Linked DNA regions of Sus scrofa: all the other regions are linked to region 2. A link is a contact called in public HiChIP or PLAC-seq and promoter capture Hi-C data. All regions are on one chromosome and are shown on one strand. The core of a region is the stretch at or near the end of the contact, and the rest is flanking DNA. Distances in the headings are between cores, read along the strand shown.

The links. Promoter capture Hi-C pulls out the DNA fragments that hold promoters and counts their contacts. HiChIP or PLAC-seq counts read pairs in DNA pulled down with a chosen protein or histone mark.
Region 1: a promoter capture Hi-C map of liver shows a contact between it and region 2, with 7 times the contacts expected there. The contact joins the enhancer-like site here to the promoter of NRP1 in region 2. A contact is called at or near these places in 2 of 5 promoter capture datasets (fetal liver and liver), 4 of 47 Hi-C or Micro-C datasets (embryonic fibroblasts, heart right ventricle and liver) and 2 of 2 datasets of contacts at active chromatin or transcription factors (alveolar macrophages and skeletal muscle).
Region 3: a contact with region 2 is called in an H3K27ac HiChIP or PLAC-seq map of skeletal muscle, with 13 times the contacts expected there. The contact joins the enhancer-like site here to the promoter of NRP1 in region 2. A contact is called at or near these places in 3 of 5 promoter capture datasets (fetal liver, fetal skeletal muscle and liver), 15 of 47 Hi-C or Micro-C datasets (embryonic fibroblasts, epiblast stem cells, fetal heart ventricle and 9 more) and 2 of 2 datasets of contacts at active chromatin or transcription factors (alveolar macrophages and skeletal muscle).

What each region holds. Positions count from the first base shown.
Region 1 is chr10:57,107,017-57,111,182 of Sscrofa11.1, reverse strand. All of the region lies in intron 23 of PARD3 (partitioning defective 3 homolog), which reads left to right. Among named protein-coding and RNA genes, the nearest start is that of PARD3, 490 kb to the left of the region's middle. Within about 2 kb of position 1,347, at least 3 of the 83 cell types and tissues checked have an H3K27ac peak or open chromatin away from gene starts, as enhancers often do. A contact at or near this core is called in liver, where this site is marked.
Region 2 is chr10:56,428,528-56,432,252 of Sscrofa11.1, reverse strand. It overlaps NRP1 (neuropilin-1), which reads left to right and starts at 1,421. Exons shown (of 18, transcript XM_021064971.1): 1 at 1,421-1,842; 2 at 3,467-3,725.
Region 3 is chr10:57,083,308-57,087,092 of Sscrofa11.1, reverse strand. All of the region lies in intron 23 of PARD3 (partitioning defective 3 homolog), which reads left to right. Among named protein-coding and RNA genes, the nearest start is that of PARD3, 520 kb to the left of the region's middle. Within about 2 kb of position 2,077, at least 9 of the 83 cell types and tissues checked have an H3K27ac peak or open chromatin away from gene starts, as enhancers often do. A contact at or near this core is called in fetal liver, liver, retroperitoneal adipose tissue and 1 more, where this site is marked.

The DNA of each region.
Region 1 (4,166 bases), core at 98-2,597, 680 kb before region 2:
ATCATTTTTATAAATTACCTGTGATTCACATTCACCAGCTGTGCCGGTTTTGAAGCTGAGCAAAAACGGCTACATGTTAAGAAATAAAAATTTGTGTGCTTCAACATTTGGTCAGTGTCGATGTGCTGAAAAGCGTAAATATTTTCACTGGATGGGAGACTGTCTTGTCTTTTTAATATTTCCCAGAAAACATCGTGCTGACTTTCCTCATGGCCCAGATTTCTATTATCGAAGTATGTCTGAAAAAAATTAATGAGCCCCCAATAGGTATATACACATCTATGGAGAATTAAAAGAACATTTACATGTCAGGTGATGTTAGCCACCCTTAAAAATTGTCAGTCCTTGTTTGCCCAGAGCTACTCTATACATCTTGCTGAACTGTGGAGTGTTTCTTAAAGACCCTCTCCATTCACTAAACAGTCTCGTACGCTGGGTTCGCATGGCTTGCTTTGGGTATGTACATTTCCGTCATTCTCTTCCTTGAATTCAACACTCTTCAGGATTCTGAGAAGACGTTTTGAGGTAGAGTAGACAATGTCCCTTTTCTAGGCTTCTCCTTTACCTCTGGGAACGTCTCCACCTGCCTGTCCTGCTTCACAGGCTTGGTTTGATCGGCAGAGAATGCAAGTCTGAGCAAATACAGCAAGGGACATTGGCTGCTGACGTGGTTTTAGATTCAGATCTTGGCTCTGCCCCTTGCTTGGATGTTGGGCAAGTTATTTAACCTCCGTGAGCCTCGTTAAACTCATCTGTATTTAAAATTTTTTGTCCCATTGTTAGACCATATGTCAGCTGTGTCCTGATTTTTATCTGCAGAAACTATGTTCTTTCTAACCACCCGTCATGATCTGTGTTCGAAACTATTGGGGGTAAAAGAGAAATCCAGGTCCAACCTCTGATAATAACGCTCTTCTCGTCTTTTGGGAGACTAACAGACGGATTTAAATAACACAACCGGTTTTATGGACCATGCTGTTTATTCTAATAGCTAGACCAGAATGGTTTGATTGACTTTTTCAAAATCTGGTATGTTTTTTACCATATGGCCAAGGCCATATCTGGAGTGCCAAGCTAATAAGGCTTCTTTTCTCTGCCAGTGAACCATGAAAGTTGTTAGCAAAATGTTTTATTTTGAAGTGATCCGTTTCCCAAGCTCTTGGTGATATAAACACCCTTCTTAAGAGATAAAGTGGGGATTATCATGCATTCGTCATTGGAAATTTGCTGGTGATGCCTGAAAATGTTATACAGCCGCCCTAAGTCAGTCGGTTGTGGGTACACAGTAGAGGTTCCATTCTTCTGCAAGGTGTTGTAACATGGGAAGAATACTAAACATGAGAGTTTAGTAATACTTGGCAAGAGCATGTGTTTTTAGACAGTCCAGGTTTCAAAGAGGATGACTTTGTGCTTTCCTCATGTTGGAAAAGCCTCAATGTGTACAGATCATTCTGAATCATAAGCACTGATTCCTGCGTATCACAGTGAAAGGATATAACAGGGCGAGAGGGTCTTCTAATCGAATCCATCAATTCTTCAAGAATTTTTGACATCCCCTGTTTCCTCGGTACCATCAGAATATTTGTATCTTGCATTTTTCTCCTCTGCCTGTTTATCTTTTCCTTTTCATCCTTTAGTGTGTATGCTGTATTTAAATTAGCTTCTGAAAAGTCCCGTTCTAATTTCACCATCCCAGCCCTTTCTGGATCTGTATCTATCGACTATGTTTTTCCTGGTTCTGGATCACATTTTTCTCCATCTTGTATCTAATAATTTTTTTTTTCCATCAGCTCTCAGACGTTTTGAATTTTAGGATGTTGAAAACTGCATTTTGTTGTGCTTTTTAAAGAGTGTTGGGTCTCTCCCAGAAGGGAGTTAAATCATGTGCCGATTGTTTTTGTTTGTTTTTAGGTTGTTTGTAAATCTCTTTCAGGCCAGATCCAGAGGACCCTTCATGCAAAGGCCAAATTTAACCCATTTTTCCCCAAGATGAGGCTCTTCTTGACTGAATGTGTTAGGTGTTGAGCCAGTGTATTCCATGACTGCCCAGGGTGATTTTCCTCGCAGGGGATTCTGTCTGGGCTTGTGGGGTTTTCTGTGACTCAGGCCCAGCCGAGCATCCAAGGACTGAAGAGGAACACGCAGATTTGCAGAGCGCTTTCTCTGTAGATCCCTCCTCCCGGGTCACCTGTCCCACAGGTTCTGACCCTCGTGTCCTCCTCTGCTTCCGCCTCCATCTGCGCAGCTGCAGGGCTGCTGTTTCCCCTCCTGCTCGGAAGTCCGACTCACCTCCAGCCGGGAAGCCTGGGCGGGGGCGGAGCGCACCTCACGCAGGTGTCCTCACAGTCCCCGTCCTTCTCATCCCCGTTTTCTGAAAAGAATCGTGTCCTACGTTTATCTAGTTTTCCAGTTGCTTAGAGTATGAAAGGACTTCTAAACGATTTCTACCTTTCTTTTTTTTAAAAAAACATTTATTCAAGTTCATTGATTTACAATGGTCTGTCAATTTCTGCAGTGCAGCCAAGTGACGCAGTCACGGATATATATACGTTCTTTGTCTCGTATTATCTTTGGTCATCTTCTATCCCAACACTTCTGCTCTTCTTGCCGGAAGCGGAAATCTCTTAAAATGGATTCAAATAATTGTTCTCTCCGGGGGCTGCTTCTTTGGACTCGCATCAGTCTTACCCTGGAACCACTTCACACGTGGCTTCAGCCCCTCTCTGCGAAGAAAGACGATCTTCAAGTGACCAGACTGCCAAACGTGGAGACGTGGCACAGCTGCCGTCTCTAAAGTAGCTCCTATTGAAGGCCACGCCCCCACGCCATCCTGAATCACAGGATGAGCTTCTTCGGTGTCTCCTTTACCTGTGCCTTCTTGTGGACCCCGCCTTCTGGGAGCAAGCGGCTGTCCCCCGCATGTCACAGTCCTCAAGCACCTACTCTGTCGTCTGGTTTTCTCCCTCTCGTGCCTGCAGCTGCCACTGAATCTATTCCTAACGTTGTCGTAGGTAGAGCCGGTCAACTTCTACATTCCCTGTGGCTTCTACAAGCCCAGAACAGCATCACGGCTTCAACAGAAATAAATCTGGGCCAGGGATGCAATTGGAACCGCAGCTGGAGCCTGCGCCACAGCCATGACAACACTGGATTTGAGCTGCATCTGCGACCTATGCTGCAGCTTGTGGCAATGCAGGATCCTTAACCCCCTGAGCAAGGCCTGGGATCGAACCTGCATCCTCAGGCCAGGGATTGAACCTGCATCAGGTCCTTAACACACTGCATCTGGTTCTTAACCTGCTGAGCCACAACAGGAACTCCTGGTGTTCTCTTCAGGGTCAAAACTGTGGCCACCACAGTGTGTGCCCCCCTCCCTCCACCGCTGTGTCACCGCCCCGCTTCCTCTCACCTGTCTCTGCCCTTGTCTCCTTCCTTCATCCCCCTATCTAGTCGTGAGGTCTTGAGATGCTGCTTCTATACTCTTTGTCTATTCGGTTCTTCTCCACCTGTTTCCCTTTCCTGGCAAAGGATGTACTGTCCTCCACCTGGTACACAAAGATCTGTGACCCGCTGCGCACAGTCTGGTCAGCATCAGGCTAGTTTGGGTGGCTTCAGAACACCTGACTGCAGCATCAAGTCGACCTTTCAGTGTGGGACTCTCCTGCCAGAGAACCAACGCGGTCTTAATCGTTGGTGTTTGCCCTCATCAAACCTTTAGGCACCCCAGGCTATTTCTTATCCCAGAGTATGTCAAGCGTTTTCCTACCCCAGTTCCCATTCCATATGCCTTTTTTTTTTTAAATCAGTCTGAAACTGATGTGTACAGCCCTCTTTATCTCTTTTGTTAAAATCTCAGTTCTCCAAATGCTATCTTCTCTGCAGTGTAGTATGTCTAGTTAAAATGAATCTCCTCTCTTCCTCGAATTCAAAACAGTACATATGCCTACTAACGATGGGCTGTACAGCAAAGTTAGAAGCTACCTGTCTCCTCTCCCCTTATTCCTGATCTGTATTTTTTTTCTCCTGTTCTCTGGACATCTTCAGGGATGGTGGGAAAGCATGAAGTCCTGCTCCAAGAGCTTTTGTTAGGACTTGACTGCTGCTAGGAAGCAATCTCAGACCAAGAGATGTGATCCCTCTGTACACCTGTTCCCAGGTTACTTCTC
Region 2 (3,725 bases), core at 172-2,671:
TTTTCAAGGTACCTTTTAAAAGGCCCAAAATGAAGGATCAGAAAGTAAAAGTTTATTTGTTCATTTTCTTCTTTCCTCTGCCAGTCCAAATAAAGGAGACAGCTCTACATGAGGTCCAAGACACCCCTTGAACAATAGAGTCATTTAACAGAAGTGCCATTTTTAACCAAAATCTTTTGAATAATGGGAAATTAACCTAAATTCCAATTTTTAATCTTTTCTGTTTCACTTCTTTCATTTTTTACATTTCAGATGTAGGTTAGCTCCTACTAAAAATATGCTGAAATATGTGGATTTGATGCTTTAAAAAAAAACTTGACTAAGATTTGATATAGTTCTGAAATACCAACCTGCATCTCCATATGCACCAACCTGAAATACTTTGAGGAAGTTAGTGGCTCAAACAGCCTTCTGGGAGCAGTGGATCTCACCTTATTTCTGACAAATTGATGAGGGCTTGATGAAAGAAACCATACATTTACCACCCAGTCTGTTCTTAATGATGGGCCTAGGTCCCAGCCCAGCTCAGGCTTTCTTCATGTAATAACCCCTTCCTGGGAGTCCACGGAGCAGGGCATCGCCCATCCGAGGCCTCTGCCTGGCATCTGGGAAGTATGGTGATCCATCTGCCCTTTAGTGGAACAGGGTCCCACCTGGTCTGGGATTTGTGATGGTGGGAAGAGTGATGTGCTCAGGAGACCAAAATCAAATCAACCTAGGAAGACTGCCAAATTCTTCCTCTGTCTATAACTTACCCTCACATATAGGTCGGTCTGTCTCCCTTGCCGGGAAACTGCAGAAATCTAAAACTGACCCTTTTCGGCACTTAGTGGGATCCAGCAGCAGAGGAAAGAGGTTGTTAGCAAGGACAATTTGCTCCGTACCAACCCACTAGCAGGCAATTATCAATCAGTGCGGTAGGGCTCCCATTACCCAGCACTACGTGTGTAAACTCCGGAGTCGAGAAAAGCCTCAGATCAGCTAAGACCAGAAAAATCAGAGGCATAACTTAAATACGATATTTCCCCCAGAGTACATACTGCGTGTCTTGTTAGTTGGTTGGAGAAAGGCTGGCAAAATGCTCAACGAGTGAGCAAGAAAAGAGACAAGGGTTTTCTGCGCCTGGGCCCGAGGGAGGAGCCTATCCCTGGGAAAGGCGGGAGGGCGCGGGAAGGCGGCGAGGGCGAGGTTGCCGAGCGGGGGTAGTGCCTCCCTGAGTGCAAGGTCTGGTGACTTTGTCAGCCTGGTGGGTACAGGCTGGGAAATGCACACTCAGCAGGGAAAGGGGAAGAGAGATTGGCGGCAGTTTTCTAAAAACAACACAGCTCAAGTCTTCGCCTATGCCCCCTCGCTCACCCCGCGGAGGCAGCGACGGGTCAAAACCGGTCCCCGGTGCGCGCGTGGCCGCGTAGTTCCCACTAGGAAGGGGGTGGGCGTCCGTGACTCCAGGACGCCCCCGAGCTGTGCCGCCGGCTTTCCTCTTCTCTGTCGACCCGCCAGGTTCGGAGAGGCGCCTCTCCCTCCGAGCCTTGGGCTGAGGTCGCCCGGGGTCGCGCCAAATCTGATGACGCCGCTCGTCCCGAGCAGCCGGGCACTGGGACTGGCGGGGGTGCTCCGGGAACTGAGAGGAAGGCTGGGGGGAGGCGTCGCGCGCCCGCGGTCGCCAAGCGCCTGGGCTTCCCTCCGCGGCGCCGGCTCCCCCGGGTCTGCGCAAGGCGCGACTGGCGCCCCCTCTCGCCCCGCCACTGCCCCTTCCGCTCCACCCCGGCGTTGGACTCCCGGCCTAGTTCAGCCACCTTCCCACCCGGCGTGGGGGTCTCAGAGCAGAGCAGGAGGAAACCGGTGAGGGCGAAAAGGCGCTCGAGAGGGAGGGCGACTCGCAGCACCCAGGGGGCTGGTCTCCAACTTGGAGGCGGGGACTTCCCCGGGCGCAGGCGGCGAACCCGGGGTGCAGCTCCGCGCGGCCAAGGGCCCGCCTGCGCCCCAACCAGCGCGCGTCACGGGCGTCCAGCCGCGACCGCCACCGCCGAGCCCTAGCTTGGGGCCCGCGCGCCCTGGGCTGCCTCTCTCCCTTCCCGCCCCCAGTTCTTCCGCCAAAACCTTTGACCAGGGTCTCCTTGCCAACATTCCTAAATCTTTTTTTTTTTTTTTTTTTTTTTTTTTTGCCAGCTCTTTGCGCCAGGTAGGAATAGGGCTCTGCTTTGGGGTGTGCACAGAAGCGCGGTTTCCAGAAGGTGTCTGACCTTTTCACCTTCCCTGCGAACTCCTCCGCGGGCATCTACCCCTCTCAAGGGCCTGATCTGCGGCCAAAACCTGTTTGTTCCCTGAGATGTCCTTGCTATTCATATCCGCAGAGGCTTTCTGCAGCAGTTCCCGGAAAGTCCTCGGGGATGGAACTGGGGGGCATCCAACCCACAGTGAGGACGCGCCGCCTTAGGAGGCGGGGGTGGGCAGGAGCTGGAGGGCCGGCGTGACAATGGCCTGTGGCCCGAGCGGGCGCCGTGAGAGTCCTGCCAAGAGCAACTCCCGCCCCCGTTCTCGCTGGTCCGGGATGCACACAAACCGCGGCCACCGGACCCCTAATTTCCAAACCCGGAGCACCTGGGTTCTCAGTCAGAAGGCTGGGCGGGGTCAGGCGACGACTGCCCCCTAGCTGGAAGGCGCATTGCCTCCTACCCTGTGGCGTCCCCTCTGCCCCGGAGGAGAGGGCACTGTATCTCGGGTAACAATGGAGCCCGCGGCGCGCGACGGGCACCCGGGCACGCCAGGCGCCCAGCCGCGCGCCCCGATACCCAGTAGGGAAGCCGGGTGGTTCTGCAGCCCAGCCTCTCCCGCGCGAGTCTTCTGACTCGGCTCTACGTGGCAGCAACACGGGGTGCGTCCCCCACCCCAGCCGAGGTTTCCCCAGCCCCTTAGGGACTCGCCCACAGAGCCCGGGGCGCCCTGCTGCTCCTGCCCCAGGTCACGACCCCGCCGCCGCGAGCGCCTCCCGGGGGTTCGGAGTTGGGAGAAGCCGCCACCACCTCCCGGGCGCGCCGCCTGCCTCGGCGGCAGAGCCCGAGATCCTGGGCGAGCTGCTCAGCTCTCCCCTGGAGCCCGAGCGATCACGCCGAGGTGGGCTAGCCCGACCCTGGCGCTGCCAAGACCTCGAAGCCCCCTCCCAAACACACCCGCTCTCCCGCCCTGGGCAGATCCCCCGGCGTCTCCCTTCACCGGGGAGAGCCCTGCAGGGCCTGCGGAGAGACGGACAGACGGATGGGGAACGCACACGGAGGGAAACTTGTTCCTCCGGGTCTCCTGTCAGGCAATTGCTGGCGAGCCCGTGCGGGGAGAGGGGCGGGAGGAAGGGAGGGAAGGGCTCCAGAAGGGGAGGGGGCGGAGGAGGTGGGGGAGGCGGGGGTGCAGTTGGTGAAACTCCTCCGTCTCCCGCTCATCTTTTCATTGCTTGCTCCTCTCCTCCGTGCAGACACCCCGGACCTCCCCTGGGCGCCAGCTCCTCGGCCCCAACGGGTCCAGAAACAAGCCGGATTTTTTTTCTCTCTTCTTTCTGGAAATTGGCGTTGGTGTGTGTTTCCCTACCTCCCTCTTCCCCCCTCCCACTCCCCCCTTTTTTTTGAGACATGGCCCGGGCAGTGACTCCTGGAAGAGGAACAAGTGTGGGAAAAGAGAGAGGAAACCGGAGCTAAATGACAGGATGCAGGCGACTTGAGACACAAAAAGAGGAG
Region 3 (3,785 bases), core at 828-3,327, 650 kb before region 2:
CACCCTCTGTGCACCTTGAAAGTCTTTCTTTTTTTCTCTTTCAAAATTTGAAAGACGCTAGCATTTGCAATAACAACAACAGTGAAAACAGACCAGGGAACCGGCTTGTTGCGGAAGAGGAATAAATCATGCTAGCTGACAGGCCCCAGATTTCTGCAGCGCTGCTTCGTAGCTTTTTGAGACAGACGTATAAACAGGGACAGGGATCTGATGGGATTTGAACAGGGCGATGGATAACTGCTGCTGACCCACTGAAACAGCGTACCTGACACAGCCCGGAAACCCTCCCACGGCAGCGGGCGTGCCACCAGCCCCCTCTCTGTTCTTTCCTCGCCGTCCTCCTGTGCTCTGTTCCGCCGAGGGCCTGCCTTGTCCCTATTGATGGAGAGATGGCCCCTTTCCCTCTCCCTGTCCTGCCCGCTTCCCGCTGTGGCCCCGCCACAGATTTTCTGCTGCACAAGGTGAGGCCCCAGCCGATGCCTTAAGGATTTATTTTAAATTTGCTGCAGTAAAGGTTTGTTTATATTTCTTTGTAATCAGATGAGAGAGATTTTAGCTCACTTTCTCCACAGATATTTATTGAGGATTTAGTATGTATTAAGCTCTATGCCCTATGCCCTGTGGAAGATAGACACACACACACACACACACACACGGGCATGCACACACACACGGGCATGCACACACACACTTGAATGACACCTGACCCTTCCCCCGTGGGGGGGGGGTTCAATATGTTTAAAACATTGGTGAAAGAAGAAGAAATATTGCCCCAATTCCTCCATGTGCCTTTGCAAAATCTGGTGAGAGTTTCCCAAATCCAGCTGAGAAATGATCTTTCCAATACTGTCAGCGTAAGCAGGAGTCAGTGCGCAGTGTAACTGGATATTGATCTTCTTAACGATGTCTCATGGAAAGCTTTTCAGTCCGCCTCTTAAGGTGTGTTTTTTGGAGACAAGACCGTCAGCTCAGGGATGATCCTGGGGTCTGACATAGGTTCCCAGAACAAGACCACTCCCTGGGGGGCTCATCTCCTGGGGCCTTCGAACTGTATCAAACAGTAGGGATCAAATACATTCTCGTGATTTAAGAACAAGCTTCTAAATGTCCATCTTTATATCCTGACCTTTCCTCTAGTTTGCAACACACAGAGTAGAATGAAGAGCTGGGGGGTACCTTGGGGCTGTGTGTCCTTGAGTACGTGACTCCACCTCTCTGGGCCCCGGTTTACGGCTTCATGACAGGGGTGTTCACACCCATCTCACAGACAGGTTATAAAGATTAAGGATTACACGGAAGGGGTGTGGATCTAATCCTGGTGCATATTAAGCTCTTAATACGTGGGCGTCATTCTGAACGTTTTAACTATTTCCGCGCTGAGTTGAACTTGATGTGTTACCCCGTATCATCTCAGCATAGCCTTCTGTGCCTTACAGAGCATCCTTTGCTTTGATCTCCTTTTTTCTGTTTTAGGTTTCTCATGAGAGAAACCACATGGTGCAGATACCATCCATTTCATTTCCCGTTACCATCACCTCCCCCCATGAGGGCATGAGCAACCTCCTAAAACTGGCCTTTGTCCCTGGCGCGTTCTTTAAAGCTCACCCACAATATATTGCTATTGACTCTGCAGTGCCTAAGGTATACTGCATATGTGGGTTCCCCCGATCGGTGTACTTCGTTTTGATCCAGGATCAGTTAGGTTCTGTGTATTGCATTGACTTGTACTCTATTGTACTTCTGATCCCTGGAAAGCGTTCTCTCTCCCACCATCCCCTTTTCATGTCTTGTGTGATGGTGCCATGTGCAAAATCAGCTGCTTGTCTTGTATCCCGACCCATATTGCCGTGTGCCTCCGTGGTCCCTGTGGTCCAGGGCCAGGCAGTGATGGGAAAGTGGGGCTGCAGACTCAGCCGCGTTTCCTGCCTCCCCCCTGCTTCCACTGGGAGGTCACACGTACCCCTCCTCCCCCATCCCCCAATGTCTCTCAGAACTTGCTTCGCGTCTAGGATGTGGGCCTTGGATTTATCGTGCTGGGATGTGGAGTCCAGAAGGGGCAGGACAGCTGAGGCGTGAGAGCTGGAGGCAGCGGATTCCCAAGGGCTATGAGGGCAGAAAGGCTCCCTTTAACAGTGGAGGTTAGGGAAAGGCTTTGCTGGTGGCTTGTGTCCCCAGAGCGAAACTGCCGGTCCAGCCCTGAGCTCTGGCAGCCCCTTTCTGCACCCAGAGGACCTGAAGCCGGGTGACCATCAGGCAAGTGAGAGGCTCACTCTCCCTTCACCGCCACCAGGTGGATCCCTCCTTCTCACTGTGTCCTTCTCTGGCTGTGCCAGAAAGCTGCTGCTCTGCTGTTGCTTTGGCTATCACATTGTTTGCCAGAGTTGGGTACATGGAAGCTTCCTGAATCTTTAAAGTTTCTCTCCATTTGGAGTCCAATGCTGTCCACCCCCAGGAGGAGGGGCCCTGTGCTCTGCTTTCAGCAGGAAAGGTAGCGGCAGTCCCAGTGGCAGGCCTGTTTTTCCCAGGTCATGTGGGGGACAAAGACCTGTGCTTAGATATACCTGACTCTTGGTCAGGGTCAGCTGCCTGCTTGGTGAGGCCTCGTGCAAAACAAAAACACAGGGTCCCTTATCTGAAATGCAAGGAAAAGTGTTGGAAAAGGTATGAAAATTAAAAGCGTGCTCCTTTTTTCTGAGGTCTCTTTTCTGACTTATTATGATGCTTTTAATTTGCTATTGAATGTTGTTCCAAATAGGGAAACACCGACATTTTAAATCACAAGCATGAATTTTGCAGTTCATCTTTCTGTTGCACAATGTCAGTCTTTTTTTTTTTTTTTTTCAGGGCCATACGTGCAGCATATGGAAGTTCCCAGGGTAGAGGTTGAATCAGAGCTGCAGCTGCCCGCCTGCACCACAGCCACAGCAATGCCAGATCCAAGCTACATCTGTGACCGACACCACAGCTCACAGCAACACTGAATCCTTAACCCACTGAGCGGGATGAGGAATCAAACCCACATCAAACCCACAATCATCCCACCCGATACCAGTCGGGTCCATTACCACTGAGCCATGACGTGAACTCCCTAATGCTGGTTTTAAATGAAACAATGAGAGCATTTAACTCCTGCCCAGAATCACTGAAATCATATCATTTGTATTTCATGAATCATACATGTGTGTGTGTTGCGTTGTCGACAGGGCAGTGGAACACTGCACAAAACTCAGCTGTTCGTGTCTCTTCTTCTTTTTTTTTTTTTCTTTTTAGGGCCATACCCGCGGCATATGGAGGTTCCCAGGCTAGGGGTGGAATCGAAACTGTAGCTGCCAGCCTACATCACAGCCATAGCAGTGCCAGATCTGAGCCGCATCTGTGACCTACACCACAGATCACAGCAACGCCGGATCCTTAGCCCACTGAGCGACACCAGGGATCGAACCTGCCTCCTCATGAATACTATTCAGATTCGTTTCCACTGAGCCAGGACGGGAACTCATGTTGGTGTCTCTTGATGCATGCAGTCTCTGCCCCACTCTCTGCCTTTGACCCGTCGAGTGAGGGAGGAGTAAAAGGAACAGGACTGTGGTTGCCTATGTTCCCTTTACTTCTGTGACTCCTTTACTTTGAAAGTGTTTGGTTAATTACAGGAATTAACATGGGAAGAAAGGCTGCACTAGGGCTCCTTGATCACACCTGTTTCCTAGAAGCCAGTCGCCTCCTCTCTGCATTGGAAGAAAGTTCTAGTTTGAATGGCGAGCATGGCCTCTCAGGACCGTCAGCGC